4 separate regions of the Mus musculus genome follow, and all the other regions are linked to region 3. The links are chromatin contacts, called in public HiChIP or PLAC-seq and capture Hi-C maps. All regions are on one chromosome and are shown on one strand. The core of a region is the stretch at or near the end of the contact, and the rest is flanking DNA. Distances in the headings are between cores, read along the strand shown. Region 1 has its middle 21 kb from the start of Gm39243. Region 2 overlaps Gm42041 (a long non-coding RNA gene). Region 3 overlaps Zfhx3 (zinc finger homeobox 3). Region 4 has its middle 9.3 kb from the start of Gm39243.

Region 1 (2,884 bases), core at 89-2,588, 450 kb after region 3:
TATTGTGAAGTGCTAGGTAAGATGGCTACATGAGAATTCACCAGGGTTGGTGGGTTCTCAGTAGAGACAGCGCTCAGGAGCAGCGGTGGCCAGGGCTGCTACAGGGTAAAGCTGACATGCAGAAAAGGACTCATTCTTAGAAACCAAGTTAGCAAGAAACCTGGAAGCAAACCTGGCTTTGCCTCGTCTCGTCTCCCCTCCCTCCCCCTCCCCCTTCCCCTCCCCTATCCTTCTTCCCCTCTCCCCCCCTTCCCTTCCTTTCCTCTCCACTCTACTTTCTTTCCTCTCATCTGTTTGTCCTTTCCCCTCTATATTTATCTACTAAGCATTTTTAACATGGAAAGTTTAAAAACCTATAATATGTTCACTAGGCTCCTGATGATGGCATTAGTTTGGCAATACTAAGCTGATGGTAGCATATAGAATGAGCTTAACAGGCACTGCCATGAAGGTACTAGGTGTGGAAAAGTCAGATGGCATTTGGCCTTTCCAGAGGGACAACAGGAACCTCAAACCAAGAACGACTGTGCAAGGGAATGGGAGAGGGGTTGGCACACAGAGATGCTTCAAGCACAAGAGGCAGAACACTGCAGCAAAAGTCATGACATGAGGTCACAGGAAGTTCTCCCTCTAGGTGGGAAACAAAAGATACACAGGGGAAGGGCTGGGGTCACTTCCCCCTCCTAACCAGAGGCAGAAGGTCTGGGTTCTCATGCCAAGTGGGTGGTATGTCCATCTAGAGTTCCTGATGAGGCTGGGTGGTATATGTGGAATGAGCCTAGATGAACTGAGAGCCTCGAGAAAGTGGTGGAGACCAGAGCTAAGCTCTTCAGGTGGAAGGAGAAAGAAGCAGGAGGTTAGCTATGGTGGGATCACACCAGCCTTCAATGTCCGAAAAGGGGGTTTAAGGAAACAGGAGGCCATGACGGTCCTCGGTAATATCCATGCCTCTCCATGATGAGCAATCTCTTAGGATGAAAAGGGAGAAGAGGCTGTCGAGGGAACTGACCTGTGAGAAGGCAGTTTTCACGGAGGTAGGGGCAGAGCTCAGACAGCAGAGCTCTAAGGGTTGATGGGATGGCGAGGGCTTAAGGGCAGCCACGGAAGAAAACATTAACTAAGCCTAAATGCCGAGGACAGACTGAATAATGAACCGAGCGGCTAGAATGAAATGCTAGCTTTGCCTCCAGGAGACCACTTCATCCTGGAAAGTTAAGGAGGTGGGGACCTTCCTGTAGGGCTGCTTCCTCACCCCCCACCCCGCTAGCCCCACCCTTGGCCCCGCCCCATAGCTCCTAAGGCTGGCAGAGGGGCCATTGTTCTGTCCGCTCCTCAAAGGGCCTGTGAGTGGCTACTCACAGTCTCTCGCTTTTGTGCTCTGAGAGATTAGAACCAAGGAGCTGGGGGCTCAAGAGCCTGGGAACAGAAGCGGGCACAAGTGGAAGGGAGGCCTCTGGGTGGTCAAGTTTGAGTCGTGCCCCCCCCCCCCTTTTCTGGTCCTGGTCTTGTGATCTTCTTTTCAGCCGGTTAAGAGGATCTCTTTCCCTCTTTTCCTTGTTTCTTTTTAGAAAACGAGCACTTTCTCAATCTGCTTGACATGAGACGTTCCTTTGTTCAACTCTAATGTTAATGGCCCGTTTTGTTCTTGAGTTTGTTAGCTTCTCACCAGTGTGTGTGTGTGTGTGTGTGTGTGTGTGTGTGTATGAGACTCCCTGACCAATCTAACTAAATTCAGCAGCTCTCTTCGAAACACAGTTAAAAACAATTAAGGGTATATCTAAATAGTACGCATAAAATCAAGGACTAGGTAGCAAACTCATGGCTTCCAATAGCCCAAGTGTATTTTTCAGGAAATCCAAGAAATAAATAAAGCACACCATTTCTCCAATTTAATAAGGTCCATTCTTGTAAGAAAAAAATGTCAAACTATTATGGTGTTAACACTAATAATGATACTAATATTTACCAAATTGTAATCGCAAGGCCTTGCCAACAAAGAACAAAGAAACATAAAACAAAGGGCCCAATCAAAAACAAACAAACAGCTCTCCCGGTGACTTCAAAATTTCCAGAGATTTTATAATGCTGAATTCAACGAATGCAGGGATGGATCTGAGATGAGAGGCTGCAGTGGTTAAAGAGCTGGAGCTGGAGAAATGGCTCCATGGGTAAAATGCTTGTTAAGACCCAAGTTTGGATCCAGGACATGTGGTGGGGGCCCAAATACAATAGGAAGATTCTGGGGACTGGCTGGCTAGCCAGACTATCTTAAATGATGGTCAACAGGTCCAATGAGAGGCCTTGTTTCATAAATCAGATGAAGAGTGACAGAAGCAGAAACCTGATGACAACCTCTGGTGAGGTGCACAGGCATGGGTGAATACACCGGTGCTCTGCGCGCAAATACACACACACACACACACACACACACACACACACACACACACACACACACATCATGATGTGTTAAACAAACACAAAAATGAATAAACAAAATATTAGGTAACAGGACTTGATCCTGACTGCTTGTAACTTTTCCGAATCCATCAAGTACCACAAAGGAGCAAGTTCAGCTACAGAGGATTTTCTCTGTCGAACTGATGGACCTAAGGGACTGATAGGATCATCATGGCTAAGGTGGTCAAGCATACTTGCCAATCAGTCCCCATAGCTGCTCCACCATTGCTTGCCCAACAAGGCTCAAATGCAGGGTTTCCATAGCAATTGTTCTGCCTAAATTTCATCTATCTATGCTACATCCTTAAGCGTACCCAAGATCTCAACATTGAGTTTTTTCCAATAGCCGGGCTCACCAGCATTGAGAGGGTTTCCATTGCTCTGAAACAGAAAGGCCACTTTTCTACAAACGACACACCATAGATAC
Region 2 (2,804 bases), core at 33-2,532, 390 kb after region 3:
ACCAAGTTGTCCCAGAACAGAAGAGATGGTATAACTCCTCAGGTGCCCCAGCCAACCTTCAGCCAATGACCTAAATAATAAATACTTCTTGTATCGAGTCAGTAAGTTTTTCAATTCTTCATTACATAGCAAAAGCCTATTGGTTATGAACTCAAGGTTGACCTCGCTTCAATAAGCCCACAATTACAAGGTAATAGGAAAGATGGGGTGACTGACTTCCTCTAAGACTGACTTTCTTTTTCACATATTACTTGGTCTTTGTCCTTTCATGCCTACAAACTCACTTGCTTCTGCCTAGAACCCTGTAAATCAAAGAACATCCATGTGTTTCAGAGTCCCAGAACACTGTAGCAACAGCAAGAGTGATTTGGGTCATCTGTGGCTGCATACAACATATACCCACATACCCCCCCATACACACATACACAATACATGCATACACCATATACACATATACACACATATGCACACATACACACATATAACACATACACATATACACACATATGCACACATACACACATATAACACACACACATATACACATATACACACATACAAAAATATACACATACACAAATACACACATATACACATATACACATACATATACACACATATATACAAATACACACATACATACATACACATATACACATACTAAAACACACATATACACACATACACAAACACACACATTCACACACATACACACATACATACATATACACACATACACACATGCACGCACACACACACAAGCAGAACAGTGGAATGAAGAAGAGGAAAGGAAGAGTGGAACCAAGTGTGATGGGGGATGAATATGATTAAAATATATACATGAATGAAAATGTCATAAAGAAATCCAACATATATAATTACTATATGCTCATAAAAGACATCTTAAAAAAGAACTTTGGTGGACAAAGTTAACCTTGGGTTGCAGCTGGCTCTTCAAAGGGCTGAATTCTTTGCCTGGTAGCATTTAGGGGAGAAATTATAGGTGGTACATATTTTCCTACCGTGTAAGAAAGTGGGAGGCAGAACTGAGTGCTAAGTACCACACGTATGGTCAGGAGGGGGAAGGGCTGCACTTGCTCAGTTACTCATCTAGGACTGCTGGGGACCAGGCCCACGGGAGACTGACATTTAGACAAAGTCACTCTCAGCCACCAGCACAGCAACCGTGCAGGGCAGAGCTCTGAATGGCTCTGGCATCTGTTTTGTCCGGCCTCATGCCCACATACTGGGACCGCTTGTTTACACCCAATAGCAATTAGCACCGTGGTAAAGGCCTTGTGCTCTGTGCTAATTCAGACGAACAAGCGTGTCTGACTCTGCTAGTCACAGAGTGCTCAGGGCACACCTGGCCCTCTCGGCAGGCCTTTGTTTTAAAACGAGGGGCTGGTGCAACCCAAAAGGTTGCATTCTCTTCTTGCTGAAGGATAACCATGGAGACCCAGGGGAGGCTGTGGCTGTGGCCTGGTTTTTGGCCCTGAATATAAACTTTCTGCCATGGAAGGACAGTGAACAGCTGGGAGGCAAAGCGGCTATTCACAGCTAGCCAAAGCTAACAGGGTGGGCCCAGGGAACACCCATGGGCATGCAGATGCCTGGCTGACAGCAGTGCCCACCGCTGGAGACTGTTCTGAAACCACCATGTGCACAGGTGGGAAACAAAGACCTAGGCTAACCCCACTTTGGGATTTAAAGTTCGCTGGTTATTTTTTGCGGAGCCTCCTCAGCCGGGCAGCCATCTGCTTTTTATTCTAACAGAAACACTCCGTCTGGATTCCAGCCACCCATTTGTTGGCCTTTAGCTTTGTTTTAAGGTCAGGCTCATTAAGGTATTCTTCATATTCAAGAAAAATTTCACTTTAAAAAAATATGGTAGAGTGAGTTTTGACAAACACAGACAGGCATCCATTACCAATCAAGGAATAGAGCAAGTAACTACTGTTGGGTTCCTTCTTGCAGGACGGGGAGATGGCTCAGTGGCTAAAGCCTTATTCAGCTGACACTGCCAATCTGAAATCCTGTAACAAGGGAGGCCAGGGGAAGGACTTACTGCAGGAACCTGGAAGCAGGAACGGAAGCGGAGACCACAGAGGAGCAAAGCTGCTTACTGGCTCACCCTCTCTGGCTCGACCCAGACGTTTCTCTTCTAGAACTCAGGCCCAGCTGCCTAGGAGTTGAACCACCACTGCACCACCACTGTCGGCTGGACCCTCCCTTATCGATTAGCAATTAAGAAAGGGCCTCATGGACACACCAGACTGATCCAGGCAGATTCTTAGCTGAGGTTCCCCTATCCTAGGTAGGTGACTCTGCGAGTATCAAGCTGACAGTGACGCAGAAACAAAGTAGAGAGCTACTCTATAAGATCCCCAGTGCCAACATTTGGCTTTCCTGGGTTGATATTGGCAAGTGCTTTCTGGGGTGAAATTGTTCCTGGGTGGAAAACACAGGATTACGATGATAAGAATAACTTTTAGCATCTCTTGGGGATATCACGCATGGGTGTCCCACATCCTATGACATTTATTCTTCACCTTCAAATTAGACAGTACTTCTATTCCACACACGGGACACCCAGATGCAGAGACATTAAGACCTCTGTGTAAGGTGACACAATTATCAAGAGCTAGAGGAGATTAGAACCCCGGGGCTATCTGGCAGCCCCTCCTGATCTGCTGTGAAGAAATACACATATGGATTTATTAATTTAAAAATGGTGGGAAGCATGGCGGCATACGGGCAGACATGGTACTGGAGAGGTAGCTGAGAGTTCTACACACAGGTCC
Region 3 (2,894 bases), core at 145-2,644:
TGGTTCCCAACATCCACATGGTGATTAACAACTGCCTGTAACTCCAGTTCCAGGAATCCAGTACCCACTTCTGGCCTCCATGGGCACTGTATGCACATGGTACACACACACACACACACACACACACACACACACACACACACCCCAACCCCCCCACACACACGTAAAATAAAATAAAAACATTTTTCAATTAAGAAAGCATACAGAGTTCTCTCCAAAAGGTGCTAATACCCTATGGACTGACAGAGATACTAAAGGACTTCAGTGAAGAGTCAGAAACAGGAAGTGTCCTGAGAGAAGATAGGATGCACCGGGCCTTTGAGAAAGAGTGAGGAGGTTGAAGAGACAGCAGACAAGCGCTGCTGGGCCAAAGAGGTATCTAGGTAAAATGGGTAGCTGTAGTTGCGGGGTAGGGCGTGGGGGTGGGGGCTGAGCAAAATCAGAGACTTCTTTCTCATTTAGAAAAGTCAAAAAGAGTAAATAAGCAGCGTGGTCCGAAGGAGAGAACATGTGTTACACGAGCATAAGACACTGGGGAGGGAAAGGACGGTTTGCAGAAACCCGGTCACCCGCGGGCTCTGCATGCGTGTAGAGGAGGAATTCTGTTTAGAGGAAGTGACGACAAGAGATAGGCTCAGAGACGGACTGGTCATCAAGGGAGCTCACTGGAAGATGAGGGCCATAAAGGGGAGGAGGGGACAGCGCTCAAGTCAAGCAAGGATCACGTGACCAAAGGAGGAGGCTGGCATTTTGCTCTGCTCATGAAGGGAGCCACGTGGAGACAGGGAGTCTCTAGCCGGCGACTCAGTGTTTTCAGAGAAAAGACAAACAGGAATCAGAACCAAGCTCACCAGAGACAAACCTAAAAGCCTGCACTCAGAAACAGGGCTGGCCCCCAACACCCCAGATATTTGAGTTTCTAGGCAAATGAAATAGTGCCTCACTCTCTGCCCCGCTGGAAAATGACATCCCAGATATCATTTAAGCCGGAAACTTACCAGGCTTTAAAGCCAGGACAAAGGACAATGCTTGCACCCCCCTCCCCTTTTTATGTCTCCATGATCTTTTCGGGAAGGGTGGATCCCAGAAGCACTCTAGGTCCGGGGTAAGTCCAAGGCTTCGGGTGGCAGGGTTGCTGCCACAGGCCCGAGTCCCAGCCGCGGAGAGCCCGGCAAAGTCAAGTAATTGTTTTTCCCCTTCCGCTAATAAGCTTTTCAGTAGGGGAAGAATTCAGCTTCCTGTAGTCAACAGACCCTTTTTTTCCCTGCCTCTCCTCACTCCAAATAATCTAAAGTGACTGCAATTCCAGCCCTGCCTCTCCAGCATTCAGCTCCACCAGCTGGGGTCACAGGGTGTCAAGTGAGGGCTCTCCTTTTCTCTTCTGCTCTGCCTGTACGCCGCCCGTGCTTCTTTGTAACTGAGGCAACCTTCCTCTCTGGCCCAGCCATTATGTGGGCAGCACATGGGCTGTGCATTCCAGGAAATGTCTCTTACGACCCAGACAGCACCGGAGGGGGGATCTCTTCACTGGGAACTAAACAACTGATTCGGAACGGCCAACCTGGGATACCGGAGGCTGGTGACCCGCATTGCCCATCTTAGGAAATCCACGGTCGCGAGATGGTCAGGCGTGTTAACGTGGGCGGCTGCTCGTGGGACTCTTTGGTTCAGCTTTCTGAAAATGATTCTCATCCCTAGATTCTCTTGTGTGTCTGTCTTTGTGGCTCATGGCGGTGTGGAGGGTACATCTTCATGTGTACATGTGGAAGCCAAAGACACTGTCTAGCGTCTTCGATAGCTTTTCTGCCTTTTTCAAGACACGGCCTCTCTCTGAAATTGGAGCTCACCTTCAGTCCTAGAAATCTTCCACCTCCTGCCTCTGCCTCCCTAGCACCAGGAATGTGGGTACATACCTCAGCACCTTGCTTTCACCCCGTTTTTTACACGGGTGCTGGGAACCAGGCTTGGGTTTGCATGGCAAGCACTTTGCCCACTGAGCCATCTCTCTAGCCCTCTGTTCCTAAATTCTTTGTCTTAAGGTCTTGCTAAGTGCTCCCGTGGTCAGTACTTCCAGGCCTAGTTCTTTGTTGAATCGTCTGCAAGTGGATGAATAACTGGGAAAGCAACCCTGCTCACACCTTGCCTCATTTCAAAACACAACTTCTACTGAGGAAGGCAGCAATGAGGTGTGTCCCTTCAGTGTCTTCAAAGAGGGAGACCTGAAGAGCACAGAGCTGAAGGCCAGCAAGCACACAGAGAGATGGAGCAAATGACAGACAACACAGGTGTGGGGAACCCTGAGGGAGGCCATGTTAGGTGCCTGCCCTGCAGGTGCACAGAAAGACGGCAGTGTGCAAACACACACGAGACTTCCTCCTGGAACTAAGGCATCAAGTGGGAGACAGAGGCAGGACCACAGCCCCCTGCATCCTTCTTCCGACCACCATACCCAATGGATATGCAGGCTGGAAGGGGGCGGGGGTGGGGGAGGCTGTCTCTTTGTATCCACACAAACACCTGCATCCCCACCCCAACACTGTGCAGACCCAATGCAGTGTGTCCTTACTCCTGGCCGCAGACAGGCCTGTGATGGGAATTTATTTCCCTCAATTAGGAGCTCTTGTCCTCGGTCTCAGTTCATCAGCATGGTGCAGCCAAGTCAATGAATGGTTCCACAATGAGGTAATCACATGCACAGGGACGGCTGCCGGGCTGGCAGGGGCTGTAGCCACGCCCAGCCACGCCCAGCCCAGCCACGCCCAGCCCAGCCACATGGGCTCTTCACCTGGTCCCTGCAGGTCACCGCTCACCCCGCCTGTCCACGGAGCCTTTTCTTTGACCTGGTCACAGAAGCTTTAATTGCAGAGTGAGGATACAGGCAGCTGGGCACATGG
Region 4 (2,700 bases), core at 158-2,657, 420 kb after region 3:
CTGTTGTGAATCTTAATGTAAATATCAGATATGCAGGATATCTGGTAGGCAACCCTCAGAGGGGTTGTGACTCACAGGCTGAGAACTACTACTGGCCTAGATGGTTGTTGTGAATTAAGAATCTTTGCTTCTCCTATGGAGCTGTAAACCCCTTCAACTCTTCGAGTACTTTCTCTAGCACCTTCATTGGAGACCTTGTGCTCTTTGAGCATCCACTTCTGTATTTGTCAGGCACTGGCAGAGCCTCTCAGGGGACAGCTATATCAGGCTTCTACCAGCAAGCACTTCTTGGTATCCACAGTAGTGCCTGGGTTTAGTGGTTGTATATAGGATGGATTCCCTAGGTGGGGCAGTCTCTGGCTGGTCATTCCTTCAGTCTCTGCTCCACACTTTGTCTCTGTAACTCCTTCCATGGGTATTTTGTTCCCCTTTTCTAGGAAGGATCGAAGTATACACACTGTGGTCTTCCTTCTTCTTGAGTTTCATGTGGTTTGTGAATTGTACCTTGAGTATTCCGAGCTTCTGGGCTAATACCCACTTATCAGTGAGTGCATATCATGTGTGTTCTTTTGTGATTGGGTTACTTCACTCAGGATGATATGTTCCAGATCCATCTATTTGCCTAAGAATCATACTAACCAGTACCTCCCAGAGCTCTCAGGGACTAAACCACCAACCAAAGAGTACACACGATGGGACTCATGGCCCCAGCTACATATGCAGCAGAGGATGGCCTAGTCGGTCATCAATGAGAGGAGAGGCCCTTGGTCCTGTGAAGGCTTTATGCCCCAGTGTAGGGGAATGCCAGGGCCAGGAAGCAGGAGTGGGTGGGTTGGGGAGCAGGGGGAGGGGGAAAGGGAAAAGGGGAGAGGACTTAGGGAGGGAAACCAGGAAAGGGGATAACATTTGACATGTAAATAAAGAAAATATCTAATAAAATAAAATAAAATAAAGAATCTTTGCACCCAGAACTGGTAAGCCCATATTGTGTGCCCAGGGCTGATGTAAAGCAGGAGAAACACCAATCAAATTGGCAGGGATCATGAGATGCAGCCCTTTTTTTTCTATACTCCAGGACAATGGTGAGCCTAGCTTAGCTGGCTTTGCCTTAGTATATTTTCCAATCTGGATGGTTACACGTACCCCTGAAGGTCTTGCATGTATTCCCATGTGCCTGTGTGCACCTGGCTTTGCTTTTGCACGGACTCAGGGCTTATCTGCCATGTCTGGGCCAGTGGGTTCGGTTTTCCTTTGTGTGAACATTCATCTGCCTGGGCCCATCCCCCTCCGGCCTCTCCCCCACACATTAACCTCAAATCTCAGCGCATGCTCCAGGGTCTTGCCTGCGTTGGCTGCTCCTGGGCTCGCAGCATCCCTGCCCCCTTCCCTCAGCCCTCTTATCTAAAGCAGCATGTCACTGCAATTTTATGGTCAACATTACAGACTCAAGCCCTCCTTTGAACCAATCGCACTGCACTGAATATGTTAAGGGAATCCAGGCTTTCTGAAAGGAGCCTGCTTCCTAAGCCCTACTGCCTGACCTCTCTGGGGCTGCCTCCATAAATCTGCCTCACCTGATGGGAGATGGGCTTTTTAGGATCTCTCGGGGTGCTTTGAGGCAGCAGTTCTATGAACTCCTTGCCACAATAAATAATGCTACCTGCAATATGTCTTTGAGAGTGTGTCAGTGGCGGCTGTCCTGCCATGCATTTTTAGCATTGTGCCGCCTGGAAGATAGATTCCAGATTCAGCATTTGCTCGCACTTAGTGCCAGATCCCTTTACCCTTTTGCCCCAGTGGAGTGACAGAGACCACAAATAAAATAAAATAAAATAAAATAAAATAAAATAAAATAAAATAAAAATAAAACGAGGGGGAAGAAAAAGCAGCCTAGGAAAAATGATACAAGAAGAGGGAAAGAGTCACACATACACTAGTGACTACCTGGTAATCTGATGGCAGAGGCTAGGCTGGACAGAGGAGGAGGCTGTATGGGGGTGTGGGGGTGGGGGTGGGGAGGAGTAGGTCTGGATTTCTCAGGAAGGAAGCAATGGACCTGGAGTAGCTAGAGAAGAGGCTGTTCTACCAGGCAGAGTGCCCGGGTAAGAGGAAAGCCCACGTGTAGATCTACCATCTATCATGAAGTACAGAGGCTCACAACTCTTTGCATGTAAGCACATTGGTGGCCATTACATTGGGTAGATTCTAGATAATTGGTCCAATGACATGGAGCAACGGATTTGGAAACAGCCCAGGGACAGCATCCGGGGGCACTGCTGTGTTCTAGAAGCTCAAGACAATAAAGGAAGTCACGGACTGCAGCTTAGAAAGAGCAATCAGCCTCCCCTGCCCCAAATGGCCCTGCCTCGCGCATCTCCACACAACTGGAAATGAGAGTCCGTGCAGTCGGGTGAGTTTTCCTAGTTACCATCTCTGCAACTTGAGCTCGCCGGCAGTGCTAAAGCCAACATTCACCACTGCGGTGCCCGAGAATTTCCGATCCTTTGAAATGCCCCGAGTCCCAGGAAGTTTCTGCATTAATAACTTTGCCAGCCTGTATCTATTACGGCGGGAGAGAGCCCAGGAAAGGAAGAAAGCAGAGATGGCTTTGATATGTTAACATCGCCCAACGGTAGATGCTTTCATTTTACATACTGCATCCTCTTTTAGAGGTGATAAAATCCAACAATGCCCAGGCCT

Evidence for each region. HiChIP or PLAC-seq counts read pairs in DNA pulled down with a chosen protein or histone mark. Capture Hi-C pulls out chosen DNA fragments and counts their contacts.
Region 1: a capture Hi-C map of embryonic stem cells shows a contact between it and region 3, with 2.9 times the contacts expected there. The contact joins two enhancer-like sites. A contact is called at or near these places in 1 of 15 datasets of contacts at CTCF or cohesin (embryonic stem cells), 1 of 484 Hi-C or Micro-C datasets (the 3T3-L1 cell line), 2 of 115 datasets of contacts at active chromatin or transcription factors (embryonic midbrain and embryonic stem cells) and 1 of 9 other capture datasets (embryonic stem cells).
Region 2: an H3K4me3 HiChIP or PLAC-seq map of embryonic midbrain shows a contact between it and region 3, with 4 times the contacts expected there. The contact joins two enhancer-like sites. A contact is called at or near these places in 1 of 15 datasets of contacts at CTCF or cohesin (embryonic stem cells) and 2 of 115 datasets of contacts at active chromatin or transcription factors (embryonic midbrain and embryonic stem cells).
Region 4: a contact with region 3 is called in an H3K4me3 HiChIP or PLAC-seq map of embryonic midbrain, with 5 times the contacts expected there. The contact joins two enhancer-like sites. A contact is called at or near these places in 2 of 484 Hi-C or Micro-C datasets (the N1E-115 cell line and embryonic stem cells), 2 of 115 datasets of contacts at active chromatin or transcription factors (embryonic midbrain and embryonic stem cells) and 1 of 9 other capture datasets (embryonic stem cells).

The regions. Positions count from the first base shown.
Region 1 is chr8:108,449,520-108,452,403 of GRCm38.p6, reverse strand. It overlaps a transcript of Zfhx3 not described here. Among named protein-coding and RNA genes, the nearest start is that of Gm39243, 21 kb to the left of the region's middle. Within about 2 kb of position 1,338, at least 14 of the 459 cell types and tissues checked have an H3K27ac peak or open chromatin away from gene starts, as enhancers often do.
Region 2 is chr8:108,509,584-108,512,387 of GRCm38.p6, reverse strand. It overlaps Gm42041 (a long non-coding RNA gene), which reads left to right. Exons shown (of 2, transcript XR_879161.2): 2 at 1-97. It also overlaps a transcript of Zfhx3 not described here. Among named protein-coding and RNA genes, the nearest start is that of Gm42041, 13 kb to the left of the region's middle. Within about 2 kb of position 1,282, at least 32 of the 459 cell types and tissues checked have an H3K27ac peak or open chromatin away from gene starts, as enhancers often do.
Region 3 is chr8:108,899,206-108,902,099 of GRCm38.p6, reverse strand. All of the region lies in intron 4 of Zfhx3 (zinc finger homeobox 3), which reads right to left. Among named protein-coding and RNA genes, the nearest start is that of Mir3108, 36 kb to the left of the region's middle. Within about 2 kb of position 1,394, at least 25 of the 459 cell types and tissues checked have an H3K27ac peak or open chromatin away from gene starts, as enhancers often do.
Region 4 is chr8:108,480,273-108,482,972 of GRCm38.p6, reverse strand. It overlaps a transcript of Zfhx3 not described here. Among named protein-coding and RNA genes, the nearest start is that of Gm39243, 9.3 kb to the right of the region's middle. Within about 2 kb of position 1,407, at least 34 of the 459 cell types and tissues checked have an H3K27ac peak or open chromatin away from gene starts, as enhancers often do.